Linked DNA regions of Hordeum vulgare: region 1 is linked to region 2. A link is a contact called in public Hi-C data. All regions are on one chromosome and are shown on one strand. The core of a region is the stretch at or near the end of the contact, and the rest is flanking DNA. Distances in the headings are between cores, read along the strand shown.

Region 1 (3,976 bases), core at 241-2,740, 310 kb before region 2:
AGCAGTTGCAAATTCCAATCCTTGCTTGGGTGTACACAGTGGTGAACTGGTGAATTGCTGCTTCTCAGCAGTTTGAACATTAGAGTGATGTACATCTTTTATATGCCCACAGTAAATCACAAAATATGCTTACGTTTAATGACTATACAGTACTTTACAATTAAAAACGTGAAAATATTGTCATTTTCATAATATTCTGAAAAATGTAGAAAACAGCAAGAAGTACTACTAGTTGTTAGGAGGCCAAGAGGGGTTAGGGTTTAGAAATCCCAAATCGAATGATTTGGAATAGATAGTGAGAAATTTGAGTCGTAAGTAGGAAGATGTAGGTGCACTTTTAGGTCGAGGAGACAGGAGTGGGCGCGCCGCGGGAGATCGAAGCAGTATGGAGCCGGCGTGGCCAATTTCCGCAAAAACGGAGGCCGCAGGCTCGGCATCGTAGGAGGGACGCGCAAGTGAAATGGAATTTGCCAAACAGCGCTGTCCAGGGGACTTCAATTTCAGTTCGCTGATTCCATGCCTGAATGCTGAGATCCAAACGGGGTTAAAAATGGACTGCTGGGAGTGAAGAACACCGGCGACGAAGATCACGTGGCGTTGGTGGCGCCGGACACCGGATTGACAGGGCGGGATCTAGAGGTAGTAGTAATCTTCACGCCGTGAAAGTTAAGCTCCAGCTGCACTTAGCCAGACCACACAAATCGCAAATACCAGTGCCAAGCGGGCGGTGCAACGCATACCTGGGAGGCCGGGAAGGTCGCCGGGGGCACCGCCTCTGCGTCGCGCCGGCAGGAGAGGCGAAAGGGGGAGCGAAGCGGAGGGAGGGGATGGACGCACGGCGCGGTAGGGTTCCTTTTGGCGCCACGCCGTCCCGCGTCTCCACTTTTCGGTGTTGCCCTGAGCCCCTGATCTGTCAATTCGGCCCACCTGCCCTTCGCAAGCCCATAATAAGGCCCAGCGTTCGAAGGCACCGTACAGAGTCCGAGGCCCACCTTGGCACTGACGCCGCTGGTCGGCGGCCTTGCTTGGTTTGACGGAGCTGGAACTCCCGGTGCAACCGCGCCCCGCGCTTGGATCGAGCACGGCGCCTCTAGCGATTTGAATCCCCAGCCCATATCAACACACCATATCAACACATCCATATCATCACAATACCAAATCAGATGAGGGTGCTGGAGAAAATCCAATACAAAAACTTCACACGAGCTGCTCACCTTGATGCCTCACGGCCAGGACGAGGGGATTGGGAACGGAGGTGGGGCGTCGGCGGAGGCGGTCGTCGGAGGGGCCAGAGGGGACCGGTCGACAGGAGGGAGGGGGCGTCGGCGGAGTGGCCTGCCCGTGGGGAGGGAGGGGCGTCGGCGGAGTAGGTCGCCCGCGAGGAGGGAGGGGACCGGCCGGGGGAGGGGCGACGGGGCGAGGTGGCGGTGGCGGCGGGGGGTGGCGGCTTGTGAACCCTAGAGCACAGAGACGAGAGTGAGCCTGCTGCTCGCGCGAGGTCGAGTGCGGGAGCGAGAGCGCGTCGTTGACCCCGTTTTTTTCCTTGACCACTCGGTGGCAGTTTTGTTGTAATACCATCAAACAAGAGGCACATTTTGGTATACCCCTTCGGTTCACTTGCGGGAAGCCGCGAGAAGCTGGTTTCATCGAGCTTTTTTCCATTGCACTAGTACAGGTGAAAATAAGCTAAGCCAGCTTTTTTAAAACGAGTTTTTTTCAGCTTCTGACTTATTTTGACAATAAGCTGTAAAAAGCTATAAAAGAACTGGCCCTAAGATTGGCTTCCCCTCTTGTATTATGTACTTATTTTAAATAGAAAAGATGGACTGTTCGATTTTGAACTATTTTAAAAGTTCACTTTCTCGAGTACTTGGTGTCGTGACCGTGGTGTGTGTGTATTTCTGCTCTAATTTAAACCTATGTACACTCGTGGTTTGATGATTTGCTTTATATATAAAACGGGACGAAAGCCTTTTTCGATAAAAGTTCACTTTTCAACCTTGAACTTTGCAACACCATTTTTAAACCTTGATCTCTTGGATCAGTTTACTGCAGCCCCTCCCACTTTTACACGCCAGCATTTGCCGTGTTGGCAACTTAACTAAAAAATAGAAAGTTTGTGAAATCAAGAAAAAATATTCAAGAGAGCAGGAAAATAATAATTTTAAAATATAATTGTTTGAAAAATAAATATTTGTAACTTATTATTAATATTGGAAAAAGAGTTCTCCAGATTAACAAGTGTCCTCCATGTGTTGCAACACTTGGGCTTCAGCCCAACAGTGGCGGGAGTGGGTATCTATACTCATGTCCTCGGCCTCCACTCACGTTCTGATCAACGGCAACCCAGTCCCATCCATTGCTCACTGTCAGGGCCTCCTTCAAGGTGACCCTGTTTCGCCGATGCTCTTCGTCTTGGTCATCGACACCATGAACTCGTTGTTGCAGCACGCTGTGGTGTCTGGCATCATCCGATGTCTCACGCAATGCCACGCTGCCTCCAGTGGGTCCCTGTTCCCAGACGACGTGGTTGTTTTCTCACACCCCGACACTTTTGAGCTCACCATGGTCGGCAAGCTCTTGGACCTCTTTGGGGACATCTCCGGCCTACGCACGAACTTCGCCAAGTGTTCGGTCGTGCCCATCCATTGCCCTTCCTCGGCCGTCGATGTCATCGATGCGACGCTCAACAACCCAGTTTCTTCATTCCCTATGAGCTACCTGGGCCTCCCCCTCTCCCTCTGAAAGGTTCCGCTCTCCCACCTGATGGCCCTGGTCGACAATCTAGTGAGCAAGCTTGCTACATGGAAAGCAGCGCTTCTCACGCATGGCGAGTGCTTGGCCCTGGTTCGACAAGTGTTGACTGTTATGCCCGTCCACATCCTCCTCGTCATGGCGCTCTCCCCTTCAATCCTCAAGAAGGCGAATAGAATCATCACAGACTTCCTTTGGCATGCCTTGTCAGCTGGTCGCGTGTCTGTCGCCAACTCAAGTTTGGAGGACTTGGCATCCAGTACCGTCACCGCACCGGGATTTCCCACCGAGTCCGCTGGCTTTGGCTACAGGCCACGGACCACACTCGCCCATGTCGCATCTTCAGCTACCTAACGACACCGAGGCATCTCAGTTCTTCCGGGCATCCACCACCTCGACTCTGAGTGACGACACTGCATGCCGCTTATGGGTAGACCCGTGTCCCGAGGGTAGCTCAATCTCCCTCTTGGCCCCTGCATTGGTTGCCCTCGTTCCGGCCAGAAAGCGGCGCACCCTCACAGTGGCCACGGATCTGCTTGACCGTACTTGGATCACTCACATACAAGGTCCACCGGGATCCGCGGCCATCCTCGAATACGTGGAGATCAGGCGCAAACTGCAGCGTGTGCCCTCTTCTTGTTATATCGCCTTCTTCACTGGATCCACGACGTCCGAGCACTCGCAGTTGGTGTGGCAGTCTGGATCACCTCTGTCTTTTAGGTTCTTCCTGTATTTGGCCTCCGTGAACCGCTGCTGGTTCGCCGATAGGCTCGCCTGCCGTGTCCTGCCGCATGAACCAGCATGTGTCCTCTGCTTGCTGGAGCCGGAAACTTTGTAGCATATCTTGGCGGGATGCATCTTCGCGCGTGTCATTTGGCATGAGATCCCTGCTTGGTGTAGCCCTAACACACCCCCGCTCGATGGTACCGTTGGGTACTTCGACTGGCTAACCGCCGCCCTTCTCACGTTGCTCGTCGCTAAACAACGTGGGCTCACGACCATTGTCGGCCTTGTAGCATGGACACTATGGTATCACCGCAACGCGATCATCTTTGATAAGATCCCCCCTCTACCCCCATTGTGGTTGCGACTGTCAAAGACGAAGCCCGGTCCTGGGCCACTGCCGGAGCCAAAGGACTTAGAAATCTTACCCATGTAATGTGAAATCGTGTAAGGGGTTGAGCAACCCAATCTCCCTTTGCTCGTACGATTGCCATGAACA
Region 2 (4,026 bases), core at 351-2,850:
AAGCTTCGAGATGGTAGTCAGTACTTACTCCCTAAAAGGCTAATGACAAATTGAGTTTTTCTTCTAGCCAGTAGCTAGCGCAATAACTCAACTTGATTATTCCCTAAAATCTCAACTTAATCAAGGTGTTGGTGGCGAGCAGGAGCACCAAGAATGGCTATATTATTGATTACTAATAAGCTTTCGGCATCGGTGAGATGAGAATGCAACGGGATTCCACCCGCACACTACATTTTCCTTTTATCAAAGTACAAGCACAAACGCACATACACACCGATGACATACGCTCATCTTTATGAACGTAGTTTTTTTTTTCTTTGACGAAACACGCGCTATATTCGTTGAGCACAAGGATGATAAGTCGGTCTTCAGCTCCCGATCGGTCGATCGATCCTTGTCACGGAGCATGCGTGCTCCATCGGTGCTCTCACTCTCACGGCTCACGTACTCACACGTCCTCGCACGTACTTAGCGTGCCACCACCAGCAAACTTTTGTACTGTAATCATCAAGCGCGATAGAAAAGATTCGCCAACCTTTTAAGTAGTACACGCATGCACGCAGACGCAGTACTGCCCGCCCTGCTTTGCCATGCTGCGATATTCCTCCCACGGTACATGCCAATCAGGAGGGACAAAAGTGCTTTCCTGCCGCAAGAATATCAGCAGTGCAAGTTGCCTTTAAAAAAAAAAAGAATGCGCGCACAAAATAGACCAGCTGCTAAGCACCGGTGTCAATCATTCGCCTAAACAAATCGAGTTATCCCCGTGTCATGTCCACTCGATTTCTTGGTGAAATCGTTAACACGATCCGCAACTTGATGGTGTACGCCCCACGCAATGCACGCACTTTAACTTTAGTACGTAGCACTAGTACACTACTGTACATCTTACAACTATCAAAAAATATCCCAAAAAAAAAAGAACTATCGAAATATATACCTCGAAGACAGCGGGAAAAGCTTAATTGAATGGATCGATGAGCGGAGATTGTAGAATATTTGCCACCGCGTATCCACCAAGTGTTAATTTCATTCACCATCTTAGATGTACACCAGTGAGCCTTTTTTTTGCGCGTGTGTGTGTGTGTTTAGATCACACCAGTGAGCGAGTTATTCTGGAATGGTATACAGAACATCGAAATAAATTTTGACTCTAAATGGACACAATCACCTAATTGGCGTTTCCTTGCACCCGTGATCACCATATGAATTTCAGTAACGGGAAAGGTCTGACCATAATTAATCATCTAATCAATGTATAGCCATACACAGTAAGCATTATTATGGGACAGCAGGCGGGTGGAGTTAGCAGCATACTAGTGCGCTACCTTTTAAAAAAAACAAAAACAAAATAGCAATGCACTCACTGCCATACTTTTATCGTTCATTCCATTTCCATAGAGTGATAGACATCTCAACAATGTTTTCTCTCCCTAACGGCCATCGCCGGTGCGATCGTCAGGGGTACGGTTACGTGTGCATCTAGCCGAGCGAATAAGCCGGAAGTATCCTGAATCCAGGGCAGCCCAGCCCACCCACCCAGCTCGCCCGCCCGGTCACCTTTCCCCTCGCCTTTTATAAATGCACGTGATCCCTCCGTCGCCTCGCTCTACAGAACACCCGACGCCCCTCTCTCCGCTCCTCTCCTCTCCCCACCGCCACCACCACTCCGGTCCGGTGTTCGCTAGCCGCAGCCTCCACCGGGCGCACGATCCTCTCCGCTCCTCGATCGGCTCTCTCGCGGACGGAGGGAACGGGCTCGCGAAACCCTGGCCCGATCCCGTAGAACCCCCCCTAGACGCGGAGGCCCTGACGCGGGGGAGTGAGAGCGGGGGGAGGACGAAGGCGCGGGGAGGCGGAGGCCTGTGCTGTATGTCAGATCGTGGGATCCGGCGAGGCGGAGACGGCGGAGGAGACTACGGACACGGTCAGCTCGCGAACCCGCTCCAATGGCCTCAGCTCAGGAAAAGGCGGCGCTCTGCTGCGGCGGCCCCGCGCGCGATGCCCCCAGGGCGGCCATCGCCGCGCCCGCGCCCGGGAAGGTCTCCATGTCCGGCGCTGGTGACCGCGTCGTCTCCGCTGCCGGGGGCGGCGCCGTGATGGACGACATCGCGTCCGCGGCCCAGCCCACCACCGCCAAGGCCTCCTCTAAAGGTATACTAATACTATATGGGGAACTCGCCGATCGCCACCTCCCCTTTTCCTCTCTCTCTCTCTCTCTCTCTCTCTCTCGCGCGCGCGCTACCTCCCACTCCCTCGATCGAGTTGGATCATGGATAATATTGGCCGTCCGCGACTCGATCGCGAGGGACGAGGGGTGCATGTGATTGATTTTGTGTAAGCGGGTGCGTTTGATTGGGTCATGGGAAATGGGTGCCGTGCGGCGCGTGGATGGCCAAAGCTGGGTAAGGCACGTGACGGTGTTTGTGTTGATCACGATTTTTCGTGCGGTCATACGCGACTGTGGGGAATGCAACCCAGTAGCATGGTGGGATCTGTGTACAGTGCGTACCTCTCCACTTCCCGTTTGCATGCAAGAACAAAGATGCAGACGGATCAGCCAATTATTCATTGTTCTGCTAGGACCAGATACGAGATGCAGGAATTAAATTCAAAATGAGATTCATACATTTCGCATGGTCCTGGCATGTATTCAAGCGGAGTATGCAGATCACCAAGCAGATGGTTTTGTAGCAGGGGCATTGTGCATCAGCATCCGATTAGATCTTTTAGTGACACTAATCCACCATATCAACAATTTTTTTGTGGCTTACACTATCTTATCTAGGTAAATTGATAATTGAACAGTTGGGGCATGACGTGCTGTTGCCTGCCTACTGTTATTCTGGCTTTTGTGCTCTAAATAATTGTTGGCTGCTTGAACTTTTTCTTTGATCACTAGTAGCAGTGATCATTTTGTTTTCCCCACACTTTAGTTGATGCTGAGCTTTCGTATGGGGAAAGCTGGGAAAGTGTGAGGGATATATGTAATGATGTTACTTGTTAGTAGTTGACAATAGATGGACCAAAAAGCTTCTTGATTATTTGAGTGATGGGCCCAACACAGTTTTTTTTTCCTATGGCATTCACACTTTCTGGATGCTCCACTAGGCACTATGGACAAGCTAATCAGACAATCTGATCTACCTGGCCCGCACAGTGGGCAGTGAACGTATTATCTCATTGTAGTAGTGTTTGTGGGGGCTGCTAATCATGCGCAATAATCTATCGGGCTCGCACGGCTGGCAATGGACATTCTTAAAGTAGTGTTTGTGGGGGAAAGTTGTGGCTAAGCTCCCGTGTAGTTTCACTATTTATCTGCACCGTCCAGCTGCATCGTTTTGCAGTGTGTACATGTTGAACACTCGGTTGTTGTCTGATGAGACCCATTCTAGCTGGCCTTTCAAGTTCATCTATTATCAAAGATTTGTACTCCCTCCGTTTCAAAATATAAGACCTTTTAGATATTACACTAGGAGACTACATACGGAGCAAAATAAATGAATCTACATTCTAAAATATGTCTATGTACATCCGTATGTAGTTCATAGTGCAATATCTAAAAGGTCTTATGTTTAGAAACGGAGGGAGTAGTTTTTTGTGGTGTCTGACAGGATCTGAATGTGTAACATAAACCAAAGTTATCATTAAATATTAGACAAATCATTCTTGGTAGCCTATCTCTTCGGTTCAGGAAATTGATAAGCACCCAGTTTCATTTTGGCTGAACATATATCTTCACGAAAAATATATTGGGAAACAGACATAGTTTAACCTGATTGTAAGAAATGTCTGGTATCTTAACTTATCAGATACGTTTCAGCTGTCAACCATTAATTTTTGCAGTATGTAGTGAAAAAATTGTACATAATTGATGTTATTATTATTATGTGCTTTGTTTAATTAGATAAAACTGTTTTCTGATTTAGCCTACATAAATCTTTGTTGGTAAAAACAATTTGTACTTTCATATCTATTTTATATTATTTTTCTAACTAAGAACCTCCATGTTGGAACGTTAGTGGA

The links. Hi-C and Micro-C count contacts between places; a contact is called where the count stands out from the background.
Region 1: a Hi-C map of seedling shows a contact between it and region 2, with 4 times the contacts expected there. The contact joins the promoter of LOC123426999 here to the promoter of LOC123426997 in region 2. A contact is called at or near these places in 5 of 6 Hi-C or Micro-C datasets (leaf and seedling) and 1 of 1 datasets of contacts at active chromatin or transcription factors (embryo).

What each region holds. Positions count from the first base shown.
Region 1 is chr2H:525,432,687-525,436,662 of MorexV3_pseudomolecules_assembly, reverse strand. LOC123426999 (ribonuclease H2 subunit B) reads right to left here and starts at 1,490. Exons shown (of 13, transcript XM_045110927.1): 1 at 1,215-1,490; 2 at 741-1,090.
Region 2 is chr2H:525,118,267-525,122,292 of MorexV3_pseudomolecules_assembly, reverse strand. LOC123426997 (copper methylamine oxidase-like) reads left to right here and starts at 1,600. Exons shown (of 12, transcript XM_045110921.1): 1 at 1,600-2,154. The coding sequence starts at 1,950.